Linked DNA regions of Gossypium hirsutum: region 2 is linked to region 1. The links are chromatin contacts, called in public Hi-C maps. All regions are on one chromosome and are shown on one strand. Each heading gives the region's core, a stretch centred on a gene start, on an enhancer-like site or on the middle of the called end of the contact. The rest is flanking DNA. Distances are from core to core; before and after follow the strand shown. Region 1 holds the start of LOC107888802 (DNA damage-repair/toleration protein DRT102). Region 2 holds the start of LOC107888772.

Region 1 (6,191 bases), core at 1,855-4,354:
GTTCAAGCGCGTTGAAATGTATTATCCTCCTATTTATGAATTGGGGAGGAGTTATGGGTAGTAAAAAAAAACATATATAATCAAAACATATAATGAGATTGTTTAAAAAAACCAAAACTAATGGAAACTTACCATTACTCTCTTATGTGGCCAGCTAAACAATTACCTAATGGTACATGGGTCACTTTTAACCCACATTTTGAACTTTAATTATTTTGATTGAAAAAATAAAATTAATTATTTAAATAAATAATTTACACAAACTCTATTTTAATTTATTAAAATCATGACAGTTTTTAGCATATTGGAATGCATGTTTAATTTTCATTCTAAATAATTAACTAACATGAACTCCTAATTTAATTTAATTTCATATTCATTATGTAATCCAATTAAATAAATATTTGAAGTGATTAGATTAATGCTAGATCAAACTAATCATTAAATCAAGAAAGCATCTATTACTCCCATAAATAAATCTAGTGAATTGTTTTTCCTTATTCAATCTTTTATGATTTCGAACAATTGTTAAAATTAAATGTAAAGATGTTAAGAGTTATATTGAATTAGTGAAAAATTTGGATGGACATATATAAGTTGGGTTACAATAACATGTAATTAAGTGATGATTTTTCTTCTATTAATGACATAATTATTAGTCATGGAGTCCAATTTACTTGAAGTATTATGACAAAACTCTAAATTATATACCATTACGAAAATTAACAAGTAAAGATTATCTTGTCATATGTGTATTAAATCACTTGTGATCCCTTTATGTTTTATCCGTTCAAAAAGTTATATACCATGGTGTAAATAATATATTACTGATTAAATAATTTAAGTGACTTCCATATGACCCTTAGTTAACTTCCATTTACCTCAATCATATAACACCTTTATGATGATACTCTTGACTTCTTAGTCATAACTCCAATGTACTAACCTTTTGCTTACTACTTTGTCACGCATTGGTTATCAATATATTTTAGCTTGAATGCCTTTCTGTCCACTTGCTAGGTGGAGTCCTTTTGTAACTTGATTTCCACAAATTTTCACTTCTTTATATTTTCATAAGTCAGCCATAATTCAGATTATAGAACTTCAATTGACATAATTCAAGATGCACTTGAAAGCTAACAAAAAGATTTACCAATATATTAAATTACTTGACCTGAATCCTATTGAAATATCTCCAAAACTCAACAAATGAATTTTTTTCTCTCAAAAAGCTTGCAATCTTTGCTTTCAACAATTTTATCTTCTTCACTATCTTCAAACACCAGCACAAGTGCTCATTCAAAAATCCATAAAAAAAAAATTCAATCGCCAAAAATAATAATTATGTTGATTCTCAATCAACAATAATAATAGGCTAAAAGAAATATGGTAAAAAAGATGGATAAAGAGAAATAAGTAAAGGATGAACGTAGAACTTGAAAGGTAAATGGTAAGATGCAATTGATAATATTATAAGGTAATAGAAATTACATAATCTGGTGTTATGTTTTAATCATGTTGTCGGGGTTTGATCTTTACTCACGGGAATAGAACATATTTCATGAGCAATCATTTATTTGTTCGGAAAGTCTCGCAACAAGAGAATTAGTCCTTGCTGTCGGCGATGAATGCCCTAGTTACGAACAAAAAAGAAACAGCGGTGGCTTCCTTTCTCCAGGCTTTATGAGCCGATTCTTTTATGACTTCCCCTCGGCTTCTTCGTGCTTTGTTGTCGACCAGTCACCGATTGAGGCTCGCCGAATTTTGCTGAGGGTCTACCTCATCTGTTTGGACAGGGTTTTTGCCGCCGCCTTCAGTGTCTACCATTATGGTGGTTTTATTTACTATTTCTGTGTTTTTGGTGGTTTGTTGTTTGCATCTGTTGTTTTTTTCCGATCAGGGAAAGTCCGTCCAGTCAGGAGAGTATGTGATCTGCTGCTGGAATCATTGCGTTGTCGTGGAGTTGTTTAGCTTCAGTAGTCGACACCTTTGCCTTTGGGCGGCCCGGTTTCCTGATGATACGAGGAAGGTCTTTGCTTCTAACATGTATCTGTTTTGCTTCGAAATAGTGGTTCTGGTTGTTGTTCATGACTGTGCTTATGGCGTTACTCAATTGGCCCTCATTCGTCTAATCCACTTGATGTGCGGATGGTGTTGCTCGCTTCAGAATTATTTCCTAAGGTTAAAGTTTTGGTTTGTTCTGCCTTTGAGCTTTTTCTCTGGGGTTGAGCCTATTGGCTCATCGAGTTGAGGTGGTGCTTACACTATTGATTTGTTGTAACCTCTTTGTATAAAGCTCTTCATAGATTGATTCTTTAACCCAATTAATATGGAGATTGTTATTAATGTAGGAGTACGTGAGTTTGAGAATGATAAAATATATTATTTCTTTATTTATTTGTTGAGAACTCTTCATAGAAAATATTTTTACATTATCCAACTCCCTTCATTTTTCTTGGTTTAAAAAAAAAACTCATTTTTCTTTTAACTTTAGTATATTTAAAATAGGTTTAATTATTAAAATAGTCACTTTTATTTACCTCAAGTTACATTTTAATTATTTATATTTAAAATATTACATTTTAGTTACTTACGTTATCGTATTGTAACATTTTAATCACTGAGCCGTTAATTACCGTTAACGGTGTAACGGTAAGCTAACATGGCACGTTAAATCATCATTTCAAACAAAAATTTTAAGTTAATTTGTACAATTGATCCCTATATTTTTCGTTTTGAGCAATTTATTTTTTTCTTTTATATTCTTTTAACTTTTTTTTTTCATTTTCTTCCGCTTCTTCCTCTGTTTTCCTCCATCCTATATATTTTTTAACGTAATTTTTCTATATTTTCCATTTGTTTAAAATCAATCCTTATATTTTTATTTTTTTGAACAATTTAATTTTATTTGAGTGAGGCAAGCTTGTGAACTAGTTTTAAACAAATAGAAAATATAGAAAAATTACATTAAAAGAAACAGAGAAGGGAGAAAAATAAAGAGAGAAGAAGAGAATAAAAAAAAGAAAAAAAATTAAAAGAATATAAGAAAAATTAAATTACTCAAAATAAAAAAATATAAGGACCAATTACAGAATTTAATCTAAAATTTTCGTTTAAAATTATGATTTCACGTACAAATAAAAATAACTATTTTAATAATTTATTGAAAATTATTATTTAGTAGAATAGATATTTTATAGATTTGTTTCTTGTACACGTGGATATTTAATATTTGTAGCTGAATATGAATCAGATAAATTATATTTTAAGAAAATGTCATAAATTCATTTAAGGTTCTATCTATTTGAAGTGAGATCTATTGGCAATAGCCCCTTAATTTCCTCAACTTTCTTCTTAAGCTCACTGTAGTTACTCTCTACCTCCCACAGCCGCATCATGGCCGATTCCGCCACCGCGTCTTCCCCCCTAAAAGTCATCGCCGGAGCTGATTCTTTTGGCGCCGAGCTAAAAGACGCCATGGTATCCCACCTCCGCTCCCTCAACATAGAAGTCGAAGATCTCGGAATCACCTCCTACTACAACATCGGTGCTGAAGTCGGCCGTCGAGTATCTTCCGCCACCACCTCGCCCTCCTTGGAGACCCGTGGCCTCCTTGCTTGCGGAACGGGCGTCGGAGTCGGGATCTTCGCCAACAAATTCCCCGGCGTGTTCGCCACCACATGTCTCACTCCGGACGAAGCTCGCAACAATCGCTCCATCAATAACTGCAACGTCTTGGCACTCTCCGGCATGTCAACGTCCGCCGATACCGCTAAGGAAATCGTCGACACTTGGCTCAACACTCCTTTTAAAGCGCCGTGTCCGGCCTCTAAGTCCCAGCCTTGGCCGGAGGAAATCTCAAATTTTTTCGATGAATCGATGAATGAAATGCCTAAAATCGGTGCTTCTGAGAACACCCAAGCAGAAACCTGTGCTGTTTGTTGCTTGGTTAAGAACAGAGAACTGAATCCAATCGATATAATCCCTGGTGGGTCAATGAAGATATTGAGAGAAAGTCCCACATCGGCTATTATTAAATTTAAGGCTGGGAGTGTAGAACCAGCCCATCACCATACTTTCGGGCATTGCTTGCTGGTGATGAAAGGGAAAAAAAGTGTTTGGAATTTGAGTAAAAAGGAAAGATATGATTTGGGTGACGGGGACTACTTGTTCATTCCAGCTGGGGATGTTCATAGGGTGAAATACTACGAAGATACTGAGTTTTTCCTCAAATGGGATGGGAAGTGGGATATGTTCTTTGATGAAGATCTTGAAACTGCTAAAATTGCCATTGAGAAGGAATTGGCTAATGGCTCTGCTTGAAAGAATATTTTGACGTATGCAATCTGTGTCATGTATCTCATAGTGTGTATGTGTCTTGTGTAAAATATGTGGTTTCTGTTGTTGTGTGTGATAACTGAGCTTGTGTTTCAGTAATAAAGTTGATGGTATTAAATTACAATTACATAAATGTTTTGGTATTAAATTGTTGCATGCTGATTCTCTGTTTTATGCTTGTCCGAGGCCAAATTAAGGACAAGGTCTGCTAGAGGCAAATGACTTTTGTGGTTGCTATAAAGTTTATCTCTATACCATAGTTTTGATCTTATTCCTGAATTTCTTTTGCTTCCCAATGATTTGAAAATTAAACTAATTTCAACTCTAAAATCATTGCAGTCAGTGTCACAGATAAAGATAGGAGTCTTTTTTTTCTATATTTTTCTTGTAGCTTTGGTTACATAAATGCTACAATAATTAAAAAACATATTCCAGCCATAACCACCAGTCAGCCATTTGAGGAGGTTTGGGTATACTAGTGTATATATAAATGAACTATTTATACAAGGCTTAATTCATCAGAAGAAGTTTCCAACTGTTGATGAGATTCAATTGCAGCGAGTTTCTTTTGCAGGGCCACTAACTCTTCCCCAGCATCACATATGTAGGCTGATGCTTGCCTGCCAGACAAAGTTGCTCCTTCCATACTATCTATATAATCCTGCACACCAGTCATACCATGGAAAATTTATACTATTCCCCTTTTCAAAAGGTTTAAATCATTGTCAACTACTGTGTTGTAATTTGAAACAAAACTAACAAAGGGTCTTAATTTCATACATTTGGATATTTCCAGATCGGGTGAAGGGAAAAGATGTAATTGGTGTTTGGTAACCGAACATTTCGAAGATGGAAAAAGAAAAGTAGAAGTTACCTGCTTTGTATAAGATCCAGCAAGAAAGAAGTTCTTTATTGGTGTCTTCTGATCAGGTCTGAATGGATCTTTTCCAGGTCCTTCGCGATATAGAGATTGCCCGATTTTGACAACAGATGACCAAGTAATTTCTAAACCTTGGGATGATGGGAATAAAGCCAAAACCTGTCAAGAAAACAGGGTTATTAAAGATGTGATGATCATGAGAGTGACATTTCAATAAACTTAATAAAAAATAACAGTAATCACAAGCCATTAAACCCGCACAAGATTCATCACCTAGTCCCTGACCGTATTTGTTAATACATGAATACTTCACTAAACTTGCTGATATTGATGGTAAAAAAAAAATGTGACTACATGAGCAATGCTAAATTCTTTTCTCAATTCTCCATGTCTGCAATTACTTTAATATTATAGTGACTTGGTCACGGCTAATCAAACAATAGGCCCTAATGCACATATGAGCAAGTCACAGCTTTTGACACCAACATCAATTTGTGTGCCTATGAAGAAGAGTTTAAGCATTCAACCAAAAGCATGTTATAGAAACTAGTGGACCCAAAGACATCTGAGCTGTTCAGAAAGTGGAAATGGACTCAGACAAGCATTTTGCTCCACTGAAAATTGCAATGAAGTTAAGAAGAAGGGTTCCTAAGAAGTCTAACCTGCTTCGCTACTCTCTTTATGATTTCATCATTCGGCAATGGCATGTAAGGGTCACCTGGTGTCAAGACACATCTGAAAGACACCATCCAAACAAGCAATAACTCGGTCAAAACAGAAGCAGATGAAATCTCAACAGAATTATAGAAATACAGAAGCTCCTATGTACAGGTCATCAAATTTCTGTCCAAATCCAAATCCAACAATCAACATAATATAAATTATCAAAATAGTATATAGATATTGAAGACTGAAATCATATTTTTTTTCCCCTTCTTTTAAGTCCAAAACAGCAAAACATGGCAATATGCAG
Region 2 (6,191 bases), core at 1,221-3,720, 140 kb before region 1:
TCTCTAAACAAAACCAAGGTCGGGATTTCATGCTTTCCCACATGTTCTTTGAGCCAACATTTTCATGAGAATTAGTACAACTTAATTTATTAATAATAGAAATTCAATGATGCAATTTGATGAAATTAAAATGCTTATGACCTACACTGACGTAAATGCTACAATAAGTAACCTAAAATGCAAATCACCCCCACTCGTCTTCTTCATAACCATGCAGTACTCAAGTACAAATTATAAAAAAGGCTCTACTTCCAAGTCCATCTTGTTACTTTTAAAAGGCAACATTGCCTCCGTGCTCACTAGTATCACAACATTGCTTTTTTGAGAATACCAAAAACAAAACTATGTGGAGAAAAATACTTCAGTATGCAGTTACTAATAAAACAGACACACCACTAACAAATCCAGAGAAAATGTAAATAAAACACATCAGAAATTACCCTGATCAGTCTGTATTTGGGCTCATACTTCTTTGCGTTCTCGACAGAATCATATATCAAACCAAATCCAGTAGATTTACCACCTCCAAAATGAGTCCTGAACTTGAACACAAAGATCGAATTTGGGTCCTTCACCTCATACATTCTAGCAAGCTTCTCCTTCAACTCCGCCTAACAATACAGGATCGACAAATCAAAGATATGTTAACACAAGCAGTCCAATTTTCTGGAAGTTAAGACAATAAAACAATGTTATTGAGAATCATTAAACATTTACCTTAGAAACATTGGGCCTCCCAGGATGCAAAACATCAATGATCTACAAAACAAGTAAATAACAAGTTTCATCTTCCAAGTTAACAATTTCAAACATATATAAGCTCATCTGACCTTCAGTTTCCCAAAAGAGCAATTTTATTTTATTGCAGGCTTCATAGTAAGAAAAAAAAAGTCACTTGTTTCCAAATGACAAATCAAGGAAAGACCTAAATTAAGCATCCTACAAGCAAACTAACAAAAAACAAATACTTATTTTCTCTCATTTTCTTCTATTTTCTTTCTTTGAGCAGATCTACAGCCGAACTAAACCTTACTGAAAGCAGGTAATGGAAAATAATGTGAAAGATTACGAAAGAAATAAGCTCCGAGCCTTAAAATTTAACGTTGCCCATTGTTTGGTTAACGAAGAAATGAGCGGGAAAAAAATGGAAATGGAGCTTACGAATTGTTTCCTGGAAAGGAGCCTGTTCGTCATGAACTTCCTTGTCCTAATAGTCACTGCCTTGTCCGCCATGGTTAAGCAAATATCTTCCTCTTTTCTTGGTTTCGACGCACTGGAAGCACCAAAAGTTACAAACAGCGGCAGCAGTTCAAGGAGAGAGAATAGCAATAGCGAAAAAACAAGTTTTTATAGGGTTTCCTATGGAATCGACTTATCACTGATTAGGGTTTATTTTAGGTTTTGAATTTGGGCTTTTTTAGTTTTTGCATCTTGGGTTTTAAATGGGGCTTCCCTTTTTTAACGTTAAGTTCTACAAATGGCTATAGTAAATACTTGAGTCTGCCCTTAAAAGGGTTAATTCTGCCTCGTTGTCCTTTTACTCTTCAAAGTTTTAAAACTTTAATCCTTCTGCTTTTAATTTTAAGAATTTAGTTCTTTTTTTATCTTATTTAAAAACTAAATTGCAATCGGTATGACACTGTTAATAAACTTTTGTTAATTTTGAATATGTGGTATTTTAAAATTTAAATGTTTGACTTAAAAATTAAAGTACAATTATAACATATATTCAAAATTTTTAGAAATTAATTTTAAAAGCAAATAAGTAAAGGGACTAAATTCTTTTGGTTAAAAGCAAAGAGACTAATTTTTAAAAAATCTAAATAGTACAGGGATTGGAAGAATATTATACCCTTGTAAAATTTATTTAACTCTAAATCTAGTTAAAATTTTTCATGAATTTTTTCACTATATCTTGAAATATGATTGTGATCTTAGTAATGATGTACTAATTAAAAATTTTATTACAGGGGCATGTGTGTAAAAATTATGTATTTAATTGATGAAAGTAATAAAAAATATATAATAAAATAAAAATGTTAATATCTTATTAAAATAAAGCTTTGATTTAGTGATAAAAATAATATATTATCAATGTAATTAGTATAGATTTAAATTCAATCGTACCTAGTTTTTTTATTGATTCTTTTAAATAAAAAAATTAAAACGCCCTTGAATAATATAATTTATTTTAATTATAGAAGGACATTTTCTAATTTCTTTAATCGAGTTGGTGTCCAGTTGATTCGTGATACCAACATTCAATTAAAGACTTAAATAATAGTATAGATAAATATGATTATTATTTTTAATTATTGGTTTATTTAGCAACGAAAACCCTCATTATTTTTTATGGATGCATTTTGACAAAGCTTCAATTATTAAAGAGAAGAGGGGTTGAAGACAAAATTAGACCTAAAACTTTTGAATGGGAATTTACAAATGAAGATGAGAGGTTCAAAATGACACTATCGGCCTTCTCTTATCATGGCCACAACTCCCTCAAATTTCACCATCACATTCACCCAAACTCATTCCCCGCAAAACCAAATCATTTCTTGATCTCACCTTCCCTCATTCTTCAAAAAAATATCTCCGCACCCAAAGCTCATAATCTCTCTCCATTCACCATGGCAACTTCTACTTCTTCTTTGCTCCAATCCAACACTTTGAACTTGAAACACTATTTCCCCCTTCATTTGCCTCTTCCTTCTCCTCCTCGCCTATCTCATTTCACTGGAACTTTGGCTTTCAACGGTCAACGTTCGGCAAAGTTCACTGTTAAATGCTTCTTCTCGTCGGAGCAGAGGAAACATTTGACGAGCTCGAGTTTGGGCTCCAACAACCAGTTGAGTTCCAGCTCAAATGACAAAAACCCATTCGAGATTATTTCTCAAACAATGTTAAAAGCTTTGAACGCGTTAAAAAAGCCCGCTATAGCCGCGGTTTTATTGGGTTTGTTGCTAATGTATGATCCTAATAACGTAGCATTGGCTGCATCAGGTGGGAGGATGGGAGGAAGGTCTTTTTCTTCGAGTTCTTCATCTTCGAGGAGTTATTCGGTGCCTAGAAATGGAGGGTCGAGGTTTTCTTCGTATTCGGCTCCTTATTATGCGCCTGCTCCATTCGGAGGTGGTGGGTTTTACATGGGGCCTGCAGTTGGGGTAGGTGTTGGTGCCGGCTCGAGTTTTTTCTTGATTTTGGTTGGGTTTGCTGCCTTTGTTTTGGTCTCCGGGTTCCTTTCGGATCGGTCTGAGAGTAGTGTGCTCACTACTAGCGAAAGGACTAGTGTTATTAAGCTTCAGGTAAGCTTTTGGATTTTCTTTTATTGCTTTTTAGTTATTCTTTTGCTTTAAGTATGTTTGCATAGGTGATAAAGTCCTTGAATGATGTTTAACATTAATGAATCAACTGCTTTCTTTAATCATAAAAAAGCATGCTGATCTCCTTGTAATGATGGTGAAGCTAGTTTTTAGATAAAAAGAAATACTATGTTTTAAGGATTTGTTCCTTTGTTTTTTGCATCATTGATGCATATCAATAAATTAATATCCAATTTCAGAGTGAGAATGCTACCGATCAGATGTGTTGAAGTAAGATATGAAGTAGTGGTGTTCAGATGTATGGATAAATACACGGTTAATCAACATGTCGAAATTCAACTGAATAGATTGAATGTGAAATAAATGTGATATACAGAGAAGTTGTAACATCCGGCATGCTAGACAAAAGACACAAAAGAATGGACCAATCCAAATTAGGAGAAATCAAAGTGAGACTTGAGAATGACCCTGACAAAATCGGGTGTCTATGGAGGAGGGTTGCTTAAATGTGAATTCTGGTAGAATCTTTAAAGCTGACTTTAATATGAATTCCTTTTTGTAATAAAGTGTCAAGACTTAATTTTGTATGAATAATTGTCATGTGAAATGAGCTAGACAAGGAAGAGAGATGGACACAGAATTGTGATGGTTGCCATTACTGATGGAATTCAATTACCATTTGTTCATTTGTAGTCTCTTTGTTTTTATTATTAGGTTGGGTTGTTGGGTATGGGACGGTCTCTTCAAAGGGATCTTAATCGGATTGCTGAAGTTGCTGATACCTCTACCTCTGAGGGTCTGAGCTTTGTGTTGACAGGTAAAGCATTCTAAGATCTGTCTATAGTTAATTAGAGTCTTACTGGAGATAGTGGTGGTGTTCTATGCATTATGTAGATTACAGTTGGGAAGTGAAGATAGATGAAAATGCTATTCCTTTTTAACTGTTGTAGCTATCATTTTTGCACTATCTCCGAGTATTAGCCTAGTCATAAAGAAAATATAATAACCCAAGAGGCCATGCACAAGTCTTATAGCTCTATAGCATAACTATCATATTTGTTATTCTGAAATCTGCTTTAGTAAATAGCAACTGCATGAGAGCTAATAAAATTTTTGACATACAATTATGACAAGAAAGGGCATAAGCTTTTTACCCTATTTAATGATTTAGTTTGATTGAAATGCGCATAGAAGCCATTCATTACATTTTGTTCATGGTTAAATGATATTTCGGATGCAAGAAGTGGGCATATGACTGCTTTCTTCTTTTTGTTTTACTGTAGCAATACTTATGACATGTAGAAGGTGCCCTGGTTCTAAGTGGTGTATTCTCTTATTTTTCTTAAACATGTCAAGTTCAATATCTGTCAGACTGGTTATGTTACATTCCTATTTTTTTTTGTTTGCAGAGACAACTCTAGCTTTGCTTCGCCATCCTGATTATTGCATCTCTGGTTATTCATCTGTAAGTTAACCTTTCTGAAATATATACATACATATTTGTCTCCCTTGGTGAACTAATTACATGCGTGGATATGCTTTTTTGTACCTTGAGTCTCCAAGAATCGTTTAATGAACATCATATGCTTAGTGGTAGACGTAAAGGTTCTGGTGCATGCAGATAATGCTCTAAAAACTAAAATGCTGCCACATTTTTCTTTTTGGTACATAATGCAAATATTTTGCATGGAAACCAAATAAATCCGTATGCTACAATCAACTAAAGGATATGTTATCTTGTAAGCTCTCTTGTTTCCTTTTTCATTCCTTGGTTCGAGAAGTCTCCTGTACAAATCTTTACCATATGCATTGGTTCTTTAATGTCTGCCATCCCTGGATAAGTTTCCATCCAACCTTCGTTCTGCCTTTAATGATGTTGAGCCAATGTTTTTCCTTGTTAATAATTCTACAGGAGTTGGCCTCCTATTTTGAGCGGTGCAAAACGATGAATTAAAATTCGAGCTTTAACCTTCGAGTGAGCGAGCAAACTTCTGCAGATCAAAATAGAATTTGCTCTCGAATCCCTTGCAACAGCCGCTCCTCCATAATGCATATAATCTTTGACTTTGTTGATCCATAAACTTAAGTTCCATTCCATGAGACTAGATGTCAAATTGAGAAATGAGCATGAGCTTCTGGAACAATTAGTCTAGATCTACTAGAGTGGACAGGTTGATCAAAAGCTTTTGTAGAAAAGAGCCAAATTAGCTTGTATATATTTGGAATTTACTGATATGCTGTAATCTGGTAGATTAGGATTTATTATTTAGTTTCCTAAAACAAATAGGATCATTCATTATTGATTTCTAATTAGTTGCTTTCCTAGTTTATTAAGATTCCTAACTTTGTGGGATTGTCCCATTATCTTTCCTAGAATCATCGACTGAAATGTCAGTCATCCTAATATATAAGTTAGGTTGTATTTCCTTTATAAAAAGAAGAATTTTCCTACACTAAATTTCTCATGGTACCATAGCTAGGCTCTAAACCCTAAAACAGCATGGATACACAAATCATCTTCTCCTTGGAAGTCAATTCCAGACCCGAACAAAATCCCTCAGCCAAAAACTATGAAAATTCATCAGCCAATATCATCGAAAACTCTCATCTTCCTATCACTAGTCACAAACTCAATGGCCACAATTTTCTTCAATGGTCACAATCCGTCCTTATGTATATTTCTGGTAGAGGCAAGAATAATTATCTCACCGATAAGGATCCTATTCCGATAACAACGGATCCCAAGTGTCGCACGTGGAAGATTGAAAATCACATGGTCATGTCATGGCTAATAAACTCTATGAAAACGGAAATTGGAGAAAATTTCCTTCTTTACAAAACAACCAAGGAAATATGGGATGCGACAAG

The links. Hi-C and Micro-C count contacts between places; a contact is called where the count stands out from the background.
Region 2: a Hi-C map of leaf shows a contact between it and region 1, with 2.4 times the contacts expected there. The contact joins the promoter of LOC107888772 here to the promoter of LOC107888802 in region 1. A contact is called at or near these places in 15 of 34 Hi-C or Micro-C datasets (callus, fibers, hypocotyl and 2 more).

Annotation. Positions count from the first base shown.
Region 1 is chrA11:109,254,416-109,260,606 of Gossypium_hirsutum_v2.1, reverse strand. It overlaps LOC107888802 (DNA damage-repair/toleration protein DRT102), which reads left to right and starts at 3,104. Exons shown (of 1, transcript XM_016813032.2): 1 at 3,104-4,465. The coding sequence starts at 3,397. The coding sequence ends at 4,323. It overlaps LOC107888796 (zeta-carotene desaturase, chloroplastic/chromoplastic), which reads right to left. Exons shown (of 14, transcript XM_016813020.2): 12 at 5,881-5,953; 13 at 5,213-5,377; 14 at 4,684-4,999. The coding sequence ends at 4,838.
Region 2 is chrA11:109,392,899-109,399,089 of Gossypium_hirsutum_v2.1, reverse strand. LOC107888772 reads left to right here and starts at 2,470. Exons shown (of 6, transcript XM_016812977.2): 1 at 2,470-3,305; 2 at 4,038-4,140; 3 at 4,733-4,788. The coding sequence starts at 2,631. LOC107888763 (40S ribosomal protein S24-1) reads right to left here and starts at 1,483. Exons shown (of 5, transcript XM_016812966.2): 1 at 1,162-1,483; 2 at 718-759; 3 at 441-611. The coding sequence starts at 1,233.